Linked DNA regions of Gossypium hirsutum: region 1 is linked to region 2. The links are chromatin contacts, called in public Hi-C maps. All regions are on one chromosome and are shown on one strand. Each heading gives the region's core, a stretch centred on a gene start, on an enhancer-like site or on the middle of the called end of the contact. The rest is flanking DNA. Distances are from core to core; before and after follow the strand shown.

Region 1 (3,503 bases), core at 257-2,756, 100 kb before region 2:
TGAAATTTAATTTAATAATATAAATAGTAGATATATATATAATTATTACTATTTATGTTTAGTAATTTTTTTTGAATAATTTTGATTTTTTATTTGAGAGTAAAGGGTGAGAAGTAAAAGTTTAGGGGGAAAATAAAAAATTTTGGAGAATAAAAGTTTGAGGGAAAGTAAATAGGAGGAAGTAAAATTTTGGAGGGAAAATATTTAAAAAAAATTGAAGGGGGGTTTGGGGTAAATGAGAGGTGGGATGGGAAGTGAATAAAAATTTTAGGGAAAAAGTGGGAGAGAGTAAAAATTTTGGGGGAAAATAAAAGGTTGTGAGGGTTTTGAGGAGTAAAATTTTGAGAAAAGTAAATGGGAGAATAAAATTTTGGTGGGAAATGGATTTTGAATAGATTGGGGGTTTGGGAGTGGAGGGGAATAAAAGTTTTGGGGGGAAAGTGGGAAGGAGTAAAAGTTTTGAGGGAAAAGTAAAAAGGTTTGGGAGTTTGGAGTAAAAATGTAAAATATTATAGTTTGATATTCGAATTATTCGAGTTATTCGAATTCGAAAACTCAACTCGATTCGAACTCGATTCGAACTCGAAATTCGAATAACTCGATTCGTTTAACTTGAAATTAGAATTTTTTTCAATTTTTTCGAGTCGGATCGAGTTTTGCTCACCCCTAACTTTTGCTCTACATTTATTAAGCAATGGAATGAAGGAATAGATTAATGTTTAATCTAATATAATGATTAAATAATGGAATGAGGGGATAGAATATTAAATAAATAACTTGTTGGGTTTAATTTGGGGGAATTAATTTTAAACTTGATTGGATATATAATATGGATTAAAATATTGCACTCCCATCTTCATGTTTAGATCTTTATCCCTAAATCAAAGAATTATTTAGAAAAGGCAACTTTCTTGGGCAAATTTCATATATAGGAAATGTTATTTTTCAGTAGAATGAAATACTTCTCGTTTGGTGTGCTAATCAGAGAGTAGTTGTAGTAAAATGGGGAACTGACATTACAGGGCTATTAACTTTCGATCCAATGGGCCCAGACTGGAACACAAACCTAAACCAACAACAGTTTCGGCCCATGATTGTGGTCTGAAAACCTAGCCCTGTAATGAGTAAATATTGGGGACAGGAAAGGAAATCATATCTTCCTAGTACTAATAAATAGAAATGTTCCTTGATGGGAGTTGGAGATGAGTCCCCATCCAGGACTTAAATGTCTATACCTCTCCTCACGCAAATTGCTTCCCAAGTCCTCCAACATCAACTTTCCCTCTTTTTCTTTCTAAATTTAAAAATGTAATTAATGGAGTAAATAAATATTTTTGTTCAAGGTGTCATAAATAAGTCCAAAGCGGGAGATATAGCAATATCGGTCGCCCACAAAGTACAAACCAAAATGTAAATCTGTTGCAAAGACTGCAGTGAAGGGTAGTTGTCAATACCCATGTGATTGGGTGAGGCTCATCGACTTAGCTTCACATTTCCCTAGCCTTTGAAAAAAATTTACTACGCCTCTTATCCTCGACGGAACACAGTTTTGAGTTGAATGTAGGGGACCATGGTTTCATACGGTCTCGTTGGCATTGCCCCGGACAATTCCATATTGGCGACCGACCTCAACTATGGCACAACTCGGTTCCTCCCATGGGTTTTTTTATGTTAGCCACTTGTTTTGCAATTGGAACATGACTAGGGTTCACCTTCCCCACTTGCCCCATGTCATTCTCTTTCGAAATCCCAGAAAGATATAATTCCCCACTTCTCATTGGCCTAATCATTGAATCTGAATAAAGATACAAAATGGATGAAAGTATCCTCTCCAAATTTAATTCAATTTGTTGATACCGTCACCCAAAATGTATTCTGTTATGGAAGCATAGAGTGTGATGTTGGAGGGCAGTCACGTGCCTAAACTGCCTTACCCTTGATGACAAATGTCAAATACTTGCACGCTTATTTGATTATATATATTAGCATGTGATAGGGATTGCTCATCATATGGAATTGATTTGTGAGAAAAGCAAATATATACAGAATTTTCCTCAACTTGCATTGCTGAAGCAACATGGGATAACACAAACCCAATACCAAGTTTGAATTCAAATGGGCTTTCTCCTACATCCCATGTGATGGAGGATCCATCATCAAATCTGTGTGTACCTTGTCAACACACACCAAGGGAAGTTAAGTCGTAATCAAGACAGGAAATGGTACCCAAACAGCTCAAACATGTTGGCCCCCGACATGTAATTAATTCTGTTCCCAAGCAAAATAATCGTCGCAGCAGGCATTATTCAAACTGCTGATTTAGGGCCTGCTAAAACTGAAGTATTGATGTGGGTTTTGCTTTGTCTAACCTTTCCTTTATGACCTAATTGTGATGAAGAACTGGATTTAATGTAGCTACCGGTTCTTTTTAGACGTTGCTTCAACAATTTTAACAAGACGGTAATGAAGAACCCCTTCGTCAACCAAAACATATATTGGTTGACAACAATTTGTTCGTTATTTAACAAGTTAGAACCAAAATAGATCTAACTGTCAAATTCAAGTACCAAAGTGAATAAAAAATATACAGATACAAAATGGATTTAATTGTCAAATTCATGTATTTGACCCTATCTGAAATTTTAATATCAATTTCTTATGACAAATGGCATATGGTACATTTTCCTTGTGATTAAACTTTAAACATAATAAAATAAAGGGTAAATTATACCCAGAGTTACTAAACTATTAGTCATTTAACTTCAAAAAGTTACAAAATGGTCATTCAACCATTCGAAAGTTTTCATTTAAGCCACTGAGTTATTAATTTTATTTTTTTAAGTTAGGCTAGTGAGCTCCAAGCGATGATTCTATGATCGATATGGTGGATCAGTTGTAACAGCCCAATTTTCAGTAGTGTCAGAACAGTGATTTGAGATCACTAAATTCGATGAAGAAGTTAGAAATATTTTTGAATTAGTGAATTTTGTGATTTAAAAGAAATTATTAGGTAAATTGGGTCGAAAACGAGGTATCGAGACCTCGATATTATAAACTGAGCCGTAAATATTTTTATAAATATTTACGGAGTGTCAATAGGATAATATTAAAGTTTCGTTAAGAAATTTTAATGTTTCGATAGTTAATTATGAAAAAGGATTAAATTGCAATAGGGATAAAAGTTTAATTATAGATTAAAGAAAAGTTAAAAGGACCAAATAGGCAATTATGCCTTTTTCCAAAGTTGAGGCGGCATAAGTATAAAAATCTGAGATTTTTATGTGTTAAAAAAATATTATATTATAGTAATGATTATGTTTTTATATTATATTATCATTAATATATTATATTATATTATATATATACATAAAACAAAAGAAAGAATAGAAGAGACGAAACAGAGAAAGAAACAGAGAGCAAAACGGGCAGAGAAGGAAGGAAAGAAAGAAAGAAAGAAAGAAAAAGAAAAAGGGAAATTTAAGGTTTTAAGGTTCCAAGCTCAA
Region 2 (3,155 bases), core at 161-2,660:
GTGGCATCCTGTAACTCGGACTTGACGATCGGGTCGGGTATGGAGTGTTATAGATATGTTAGAGTGATAAAACCCCAGCTGAATCTACTGATCGCCTCAAAATATTCGAACAGAGGAAGAACATGTTGGACCTTGTAACCAAACTTGTCTGTTTGGTTATAGATAGGTATTATATTGTAAATTGAATAGTAGTTGCTCCGGTAAATTATGTGGCCTGTAACTCGGACTCGACGATTGGGTCGGGTATGGAGTGTTATAGATATGTTAGAGTGATAAAACCCCATCTGGATCTACTGATCGCCTTAAAATATTCGAACAGAGGAAGAACATGATATGGACCTTGTGACCAAACTTGTCTGGCAACAAACCCTCCATCCATCCAGAGCATCCAAGATCTGGCGTATCGATCCATCTCCTCCATAATTACATGCGGTGGAAGAGTTGTTTCCAACTATGTGAACTTTAACCGGCATCCGTTTAAATCTTTCTTCAATTTCTCCCTTAATAGCACAACACCTAACCGACGACACTAGTACTCTAAATTGATTGTACTAACTACAATTATCGCCTCATTATCGATTGGAATGTGTATTATTAAGGCAACATATTCAAGGGTGATGATCACTTCTTTGTTTGGAAAATGGTATGTAAATGTTTTCGGCCTCTATATTCCCACCAAGGCGACAACCGAATTCTAAATGATTTTCAAATTTGATGTTGCTGATGCCACATATAAATTGGCATCCTTCAAGCATTTTTCAATATAAGGATTGAGCTTTGAAAAATGAGATGGAGATTTCACTATATTAACAACGTACTTGGAAATGTGTATTGGCATTTCTCTTTGAAAAATAAGTACAAAAGAAAAAGTTGGGTTTCCTTAAGAGTTTTAGACCTTGGGAATCTTGGAAGATTTTGGGTGAGAAGAGAGGATGTGTGGATAGGGTTTTACAAGTGTAAGTCGCAAACCATACGAGTTGACTTCCATTGTTTTAAATTCAATTGATTTGACTAACGATTAAATAAATACATCTTAACGCTAAACTCGGCACCCCTGAACGTCAAGGTCCTTCGCATACACTTTGCAAAACTTTGCTACTAATGTGTGGATTATTGTGATGAATTGACATCACCTTGAACTTGATAGCGATGAGTGTTGAGTTAGTTCTAAAAAGAGTATTCTAAAAAGTTATTTTCCCTAAACTTAAAATAATAATATTAAAATTTATAATATAAATTCAATGAACCGAAATAAAAAAAATTTAATTTTTAATATTATTAAATAAAAATTTTAAAATCCAACATCGATATTACAAAATAATATTGTTAATAGAATAAAGATAAATAATAAATAAATTCTAAAATCTCCGTCCCTTCGTCATCCTTTACACCAGGAAAACTGAAAATGCAAGCTTGCAGATTCCAACTCCATTATCCTCAACCTGTGCTTAAACATCCGGCCACCACCCCACCCATACCCAAAGACGGCGGTCTTCTTTTCCGCCAAAAGCTCCTGTACCTCCAATCCTTAAACATCAATCCCCACAAAGCTCTCAACTTAAACCCTTCCCTCCGTTCAACCCCACTTTCCTCTCTCCTTTCCCTCGAACGCTCCCTCTCTCCGTCGGCCTCTCTCGCCCTTCCATCGGCCGTATCTTGGACATGTGCCCCCTCCTCCTTACCTCCGACCCTCTCCCTCCCGTTAACTTCCTCCTCCACGAAGTCCCCCTCCCTTTCCCTCACCTCCCTCTCTCCCTCACCCGTTGCCCTCGCCTCTTAGTCTCCTCCGTCCCCACCCAACTCCGCCCAACTCTCCGTTTCCTCACTTCCGTAGGCCTCGTCCTGAATTCCCATACTACCCTTCTCTTAGTTTCCGACGTGGAAAACACCTTGAAACCCAAAATTAACTTCCTTCAATCTCTGGGTTTTGACGAGCCGGAGGTGAACCGGATGGTGGTGAGATCACCCGGGCTGTTGACTTTGAGTGTGGAGAATAATATGAGTCCTAAAGCTGAGTTTTTCTTGGAGGAAATGGAAGGTGACTTGGAGGAATTGAAAAGATTTCCTCAGTATTTTTCGTTTAGTTTAGAGAAAAAAATTAAGCCGAGGCATAGAGCTTTAGTGGAATATGGGGTTCAAATTGCCGTTGTCAAAGGTGTTAAAGATTAGCGATGGAGAATTTAATGCTAGATTGATTAAGATGCGATTGCAAAGAGTTCATAGAGATAGCTTCTTTTTTCTAGATTTTACCTGTTCCTTTTGAGCAATTGTTGATATTTACTAGGTTTCCCATTGAAGAATGTGTATTTGTAACATAGTGACTTTAATTTTAAGCAGCCATGTGCAATTTAAAGATATTTCAGTCATTTGCTGATATGTGCTCTTTTTACTTTGTTTATTATGGTACACTGTCTATCACTCTTGTATCTTGTAGAGATTGCTCAGCCTAATATGTCCTAGGTCCCTTGGAATTTGAAATCCAAAATGGGATTGAAATGGTGGTTTACTTTGGTTCCAAAGGAGAAGCATATTGAAATGCAGTTATCATTTAGGAGACTGAAGTTTTTAATTTGTTTCAATTGCGTGCCAGATTTGTGATATTTACTGCTCTATGTTTTATAAATACAATGGTCTTGAGTCTAAGAGGGTTCTCAAAATTCTACTTTGATCATTTCCTTATCTCTTTTTATTCCCCGTCTCTTTAAATTCCACTGTTACTTGATCTTTATTTAATGATGTTGTTAATATGGTTGAAGCTAGCTATTAACACATCTTCCAAGCCATAAAAAGTGTGAGCTTAGAGATCAGTATGGCTAATTGTTTGGTTTCTGCTTCTTCATTTTATCATTGCTTGGAATTTTGACTCATACCATCGCAGTTCTTTCAATTATATATTTCAATAGCATTGAATCTGTTTGTGGTAAGGTGGCTTATGCTTTAATTTGTCAACTTGAGGAATTTAGCCTGCTGGAAATGCTAGAATGCTCTGCTATGATGATACTTAGACTTGAGGGATTACAAGGAAGCAATGTAGCTAAAATACAGTTCTTGAATAGGGTGAAATGGATTGAAAGTGCTGCTAATTATTTTCTGGAGTCCACAAGATCATGCTTGATACGATAATAACAAATCAGGACTTGCCTGTGGTTGTTACC

The links. A called contact is a pair of places that touch in the nucleus more often than the background predicts.
Region 1: a contact with region 2 is called in a Hi-C map of leaf, with 1.9 times the contacts expected there. The contact joins two enhancer-like sites. A contact is called at or near these places in 2 of 34 Hi-C or Micro-C datasets (anther and leaf).

Annotation. Positions count from the first base shown.
Region 1 is chrD02:45,773,819-45,777,321 of Gossypium_hirsutum_v2.1, reverse strand. No RefSeq gene overlaps it. Among protein-coding and RNA genes, the nearest start is that of LOC121214992, 13 kb to the left of the region's middle. Within about 2 kb of position 1,506, at least 7 of the 9 cell types and tissues checked have an H3K27ac peak or open chromatin away from gene starts, as enhancers often do. A contact at or near this core is called in leaf, where this site is marked.
Region 2 is chrD02:45,670,271-45,673,425 of Gossypium_hirsutum_v2.1, reverse strand. It overlaps the pseudogene LOC107910151. Among protein-coding and RNA genes, the nearest start is that of LOC121215025, 23 kb to the left of the region's middle. Within about 2 kb of position 1,410, at least 7 of the 9 cell types and tissues checked have an H3K27ac peak or open chromatin away from gene starts, as enhancers often do. A contact at or near this core is called in leaf, where this site is marked.